Regions from separate parts of the Ovis aries genome. Here region 1 is linked to region 2. Evidence: chromatin contacts called from public Hi-C data. All regions are on one chromosome and are shown on one strand. The core of a region is the stretch at or near the end of the contact, and the rest is flanking DNA. Distances in the headings are between cores, read along the strand shown. Region 1 has its middle 16 kb from the start of MFSD2A. Region 2 has its middle 16 kb from the start of MYCL.

Region 1 (2,968 bases), core at 321-2,820, 46 kb after region 2:
CCTCCGTCCATGGGATTTTCTAGGCAAGAGTACTGGAGTGGGTTGCCATTGCCTTCTCCAGAGGATCTTCCTGACCCAGGGATCGAACCCGGGTCTCCTGCATTGCAGGCAGACGCTTTACCATCTGAACTGTCAGGGAAGTAATCTCACTCTAGAGCCTGTGTTCTTGAACCACTGCTTTAGGCTATTATGTGAACCAATAGTTCTGCCACCACCAAGCCAGGTCCCACTGCTGCCTTTGGAGCTGCTCTCAGGGTCAGAGGCTGTTCTGGTCCAGTCTCTACAGCTGGAGCATTCAAGGACTCCGGTTGCAAAGAGTTGCACACGACTGAGCTACTTCACTTCACTGACACCTCCCTCTCCCTCCACTCTAATCAATAAGCACCAAATCCCATCTTTAAAACAGAAATTCCCTAAACCACCCAAGTTTGCTTCTTCCCCCCTCCCTGCAATAGCTTCCCAGGTTTTATCTTCCCTCACCTGCATGATTGTACCTGTGTCTTCACTGGCCTCGATTTGATCTCCTCAAACCATATCTAATTCCTTCTGCAAGCTATTTAAGATAACCAAGTAGCTCTCCAGGTTAGAAACTTCTTGAGTCCCCATTATCAGGTGGAAATGTTCTACCTGATCTTTTCAGGAACCCTTATCTCTAGCATCTTTTTAAAATGCAAATTTTAAAAAAAAGGGTTAAGTCATTTAGAACTTGACACTTGCTTGGTGGTTCAGATGATAAGAATCTATCTGCAGTGCGGAGACCCAGGTTCCATTCCTAGGTTGGGAAGATCCCCTGGAAAGGGGACTGGCAACCCACTCCAGTATTCTTGCCTGAAGAATTCCAGGGACAGAGGAGGCTGGCCAACTACAGTCCGTGGGATTGCAAAGAGTTGGACACGACCGAGTGGCTAACACATCTTCAGGAGAAAATCCAAGACCCCTGCCAACTTCCCAGCTCTAGGTTATATGCAGGCCACCTGCCTGGCCCTGGAACATACCTCTGACCTCTGGTACTCCAGCATGTCTTGGCTCCAGCGTGCCTCTCATAAGCTGTTCCTGCCTCCTGCATCTTTAGGGCAACTCTGGGAATCAATGCCCTCATCATGGCACCAGGCAAGGAGGGAAGGGGTGGGCTGTGTGGAGCCAAATTAATGAGCTAAGACTGTAATGAATTAATGAGCGAAGGCTTTGTCAGCTACACCCAATTCCCACTCACCGACTTCCCTGGTCTCAGTTTCCCCCAACTATACAATGAGGATTTGGAATTGAAAACCCTTGCCTCTCCAGTTTCATGTTCACAGAAAATTGCTCTTCTCAAAAACCCCTTCTGACTTTTGAGGGCATGATTTAGGAGGCGGGACAGGTGGGGGAAGTGGGAAAGCAATCTGGGATCTCAGAGACGGCTTGGATCACTGGGCTGCTCCACGTCTCTTCTGGACAGCTCCCACCTTGACTTTCTTCACTCTTGGATCCAGCATCACAGTAAACCCTGCGTCTCCCTCCCTCTTCTCTATCAGCCAGGCCAACCACAGACCCCTGCAAAGGACCAGGTGTGGCTTTGGCTCCACCTGCTGGAAGAAAGGGGAAATACCTTTTAACATAGCAAAGAAGGATTTCCAGAGCTATCACTGGCTCTAGGACTCTGTTCTTTAGTCGCTAAGTCATGTCCAGCTGTTTGCGACCCCATGGACTGCAGCACATCAGGCCTCCCTGTCCTTCACTATCTCCCAGAGTTTGCTCAAACTCATGTCCATTGAGTCAGTGATGTCATCAAACCATCTCATCCGCCATTGCCCCCTTCTGCCCTCAGTCTTTCCCAGCATCAGGGTCTATTCCAATGAGTCGGCTCTTTGTATCAGGTGACCAAAATATTAGAGCTTCAGTTTCCGAACAGCTCTTCCAGTGAATATTCCGGGCTGATTTCCTTTAGGATTGATTGGTTTGATCTCCTTGCTGTCCAAGGGGCTCTCAAGAGTCTTCTCTAGCACCACAGTTTGAAAGCATCCTTTCTGTGGTGCTCAGCTTTCATTATGGCCCAACTCTCACATGCATACATGACTACTGGAAAAACCATAGCTTTGACTATATGGACCTTTGTTGGCAAAGTGATGTCTCTGCTTTTTAATACACTGTCTAGGTTTGTCACGGCTTTTCTTCTCTCTCAGTCGTGTCCGACTCTTTGCGACCCTGTGGACTGTAGCCTACCAGGCTTCTCTGTCCATGGGATTCTCCAGGCAAGAATACTGAAGTGGGTTGCCATTTCCTTTTCCAGGGGATCTTCCTGACCCAGGGATCGAACCTAGGTTTCCCGCATTGCAGGGAGACGCTTTAGCCTCTGAACCACAAGGGAAGCCCTTCCAAACAGCAACAGTCTTATAATTTCATGACTGTAGTCACTGTCCACAGTGATTCTAGGACCCTGGCTATCCATTTACACAGCAAGTATTTATAATGAGTCTACTATGTGTAATACATCGACTAGGCCCTAAGGATAGAGTGGTGAACAAAACAGAGCTTACATTCTTGGTGGGGCCAATGACAAATGAATGTGCAAATAAAATAACTTCGGATGGCAGTAAGTGCCATGAAAGAAATAAGCAGGTTGTGCTAATAGAGGGCACTGATACAGAGGTCATTTTATTTTAAGATTTTTGAAGTGGACCATTTTTAAAGTCTTTATTGAATTTATTACAATATTGCTTCTGTTTTATGTTTTGGTTTTTTTGGCCACAAGGCATGTGGGACCTTAACTCCCAGACCAGAGATCAAACCTGCACCCCCTGGATTAGAAGGAGAAATCTTAACCACTGGACTGATAGGGAAGTCTCTATTTTATTTAAGTTTATTTTAAACAGGTGTTCAGGAAAGAATGTTCTGAGGGAGTGATGTTTGAATCGAATCACAAAGGAGGAGAATGAGCCAGACATTTGAAGAGCTTGGGAGAAAGCTTTGCAGGTAGAGGAGACAGCTA
Region 2 (2,983 bases), core at 262-2,761:
CCCAGATTCTTTACCAGCTGAGCCACTAGGGAAGCCCAAGAATACTGGAATGGGTAGCCTATCCCTTCTCCAGCGGATCTTCCGACCCAGGAATTGAACCAGGGTCTCCTGCATTGCAGGCAGATTCTTTACCAACTGAGCTATCAGGAAAGCCTTTCTCATATGTGAATGGTCCTCATTGGTGTTTCACTAGCGGGCTATGAATTATATGAAAACACAAACCCTAATACAATCAGGTGCTGACAAGTTTGCCTTTTTTAGAGATAGACCTGATGGGAGTGAGGGGGAGCTGATGTAGCAAGCCTAAGCGGTCACATGGTGGGTGAGATGGGACTTTGAGATGCTCTGGAGGTTGCAGTCATGGCTGTGGCCCAGGGGCCCTGCAGGCACGGCCCCTCATAGAATTGGAATGCTACATGCCTGGTGCGTGAAGATAATTGTGAAACCATATGAACTCCCCTTAAGAAACTTTTCCCATGAAAAGTGACATCCATACCTGGGTGCTGAGCTCTGAGCACAGGTGGAGCCAGAGAATCACCCGGAATGACTCTTCTGTCCACTAGAGGGAAACACAGACTAGAGAGACAATGACTCCTGTGCGCAGGAGCCCCAAGGCAGCCAAAGGAGCTGCTGCCAGGGGCCTGAGTTACCTAGGCCCAGTGCTGGGCTGGAAAAGCTTGCACTAGCTCAGTGAGAGCTGGTTATTGACTTTTCAGGAATCATGGAAGCTGGTTGTTGCATGTGGTCATTACAAATTAAATTAAGACTGCCCTGGTGGTCCAGTGGTTAAGAATCCAGCCGCCAGTGCAGGGATACGGGTTCAATCCTTGGTCCAGGAAGATTCCACAAGCTGCAAGGCAAGTAAGCCACAGCTTACTCAGTAGTACCACAACTACTGAGCCTGAACACCCTAGAGCCACAGCTGCTGAGCCTGAACACCCTAGAGCCCGTGCTCTGCAACAAGAGGTCACTGCAGTGAGAAGCCTACACACCACAACTAGAGAGTAGCCCCCACTTGCAGCAACAAAGACCCTCCGCAGCCATAAAAAATAAAATTATATAAATTTTATACATTTATATATTTACCAGGGATTCCCTGGTGGCTCAAATGGTAAAAGGATCGCCTGCAATGCGGGAGACCTGGGTTTGATCCCTGGGTTGGGAAGATCCCCTGGAGAAGGGGATGGCTATCCACTCCAGTATTCTGGCCTGGAGAATCCTATGGACAGAGAAGCCTGGCGGGCTACAGTCCGTAGGGTCACAAAGAGTTGGACATGACTGAGTGACTTTCACTTTATATAAATTTACATATAAATAAACATTAAAAACAAAGATCGTAGAGACTCCAAACTCATCATTCCCCACTTGTTTTTACTGTATTTTACTATTATCTATTGTACCTGTTATGGTGGAAGTATTATAGAATGGTGTGCTACTGTACAACTCCAGCTTTGATAGCTTCACATTGCCCACGGTGGAGTGTTTACTCTGTGGAAGCCTGCAAATGCTACAAATCAGGTTGTCCCCTATCCCATTCCAGTTGTTAAATATTTACCAGGACATCACTGCCTAGGCCTTTCCTACATCATGTCTTGTGGGGAAGAGATGAGCTTTTGCCAAACACACACTCAGAGATATCCCCATAGATGGAGCATCCAATCTCAGCAGGCAGAGGCTGTAGGAAGGTGAGTTGAGGGGAAAGGCAGTGGTTATTGCTGTGTTGTTGCAGGAGTTTGGCCTGGAGGCCCTCTCTCAATCTCAGGCTTTGTGCAATGTACTTGCTCCATCTGAAATCTCTTTGAACTTGAGTGCTCAGGCGTGCCTTTCTGTGAGTTCTGAGATCACCCAGCACTAGGAAGTCTTCCCCCACCAGAAGGGATGCTTCCTGAGACCAGGGAAGCACCCTTCCAGATCTGTCTTCCCAGGCCTGGCTCCAGTCCCTGGGCCAAAACGCTGGATGGGCTACACAGAACACTGGGCAGGAACAAGCAAGACACTGGTATCAGACAGATCGGGCTCCTCCACCCCCTCACTGCTGCTCTGAGAAGGGCACTTCACAATCTGGTTTTCAGTATCCAACTTGTCAGATAAGGATAGGCATGGCCGTCCTGAAGATTAAACGAGATTATCCATGGGGAGCTCTCCCTTGGGCCTTCCCATCACCTAGAAGGTGTTCCATGACATAGAAACTATTTTTGTTATACTTGTGGGATGGCTGGGTGGGTGCTGAATTTAAACTGCCTCTGAGTCCCAGACCGCCCTGACACTCGATGTGTCAACGAAGGGGCTCGGGACAGGAAGGACCAGGGGGCAACAAATCCATGGTGGCACCGCTGGCAGACCTCCCCAGTACACAGCCAGGAAGTGAACCCTCCCCCGACTCCAAGGTTGGGACTTACGGGGTGGAGGGCGGGCAGCCGGACGTCGCAGACCGGGGGTGTGTGTGCAGGAAGCGGCGGCCGGGCCTGTCCAGGAGCCTCAAAGTGGCGGAAGGGAGGCAACACCGGCACCTGCATTGTGCGAGGACCGCTCCCGCCGAGCCGCCGCAGACCCCCTGGCGCGCGTTCTTGGCGTTCGCTGCTGGGGCGGGGCCCGCTGCTTTCAGGCAGGTGGTTACTAGGCAGAGAAGACTCCATCCACCTTCAGGCCTTCAGTCATTCAGGCATTGATCTGTGATAGAGCTGCGAGGCGCTGGTCCATAATCCCGAGGACCTTCCCAGCTGTTGGCTCAGTGGTCAGATGGCTGAGTTGGAATCTCGGCTCCTCCACTCTGTAGCTGTGTAACTTGGGTAAATGACAACCTCTCTGGACTGTCCTCGGACGGAATGTTGGATTAAATGAGTGAATAGTAACTCCACTACTCTTTTGAGTGTTGGATTAAATGAATTCCATGTGAAGCACTTGGAATCATGGCAGCAACCAGTCAGTATTAAGTGTAGGATCTTTTCAAAAAATAATTTTTATTATTGCAAAAGACTGTTTC

What was found. Hi-C and Micro-C count contacts between places; a contact is called where the count stands out from the background.
Region 1: a Hi-C map of liver shows a contact between it and region 2, with 5 times the contacts expected there. The contact joins two enhancer-like sites. A contact is called at or near these places in 8 of 16 Hi-C or Micro-C datasets (hypothalamus, liver, mixed tissues and 3 more).

What each region holds. Positions count from the first base shown.
Region 1 is chr1:14,588,066-14,591,033 of ARS-UI_Ramb_v3.0, forward strand. No RefSeq gene overlaps it. Among named protein-coding and RNA genes, the nearest start is that of MFSD2A, 16 kb to the left of the region's middle. Within about 2 kb of position 1,571, at least 1 of the 54 cell types and tissues checked has an H3K27ac peak or open chromatin away from gene starts, as enhancers often do. A contact at or near this core is called in liver, where this site is marked.
Region 2 is chr1:14,542,465-14,545,447 of ARS-UI_Ramb_v3.0, forward strand. No RefSeq gene overlaps it. Among named protein-coding and RNA genes, the nearest start is that of MYCL, 16 kb to the left of the region's middle. Within about 2 kb of position 1,512, at least 2 of the 54 cell types and tissues checked have an H3K27ac peak or open chromatin away from gene starts, as enhancers often do. A contact at or near this core is called in liver, where this site is marked.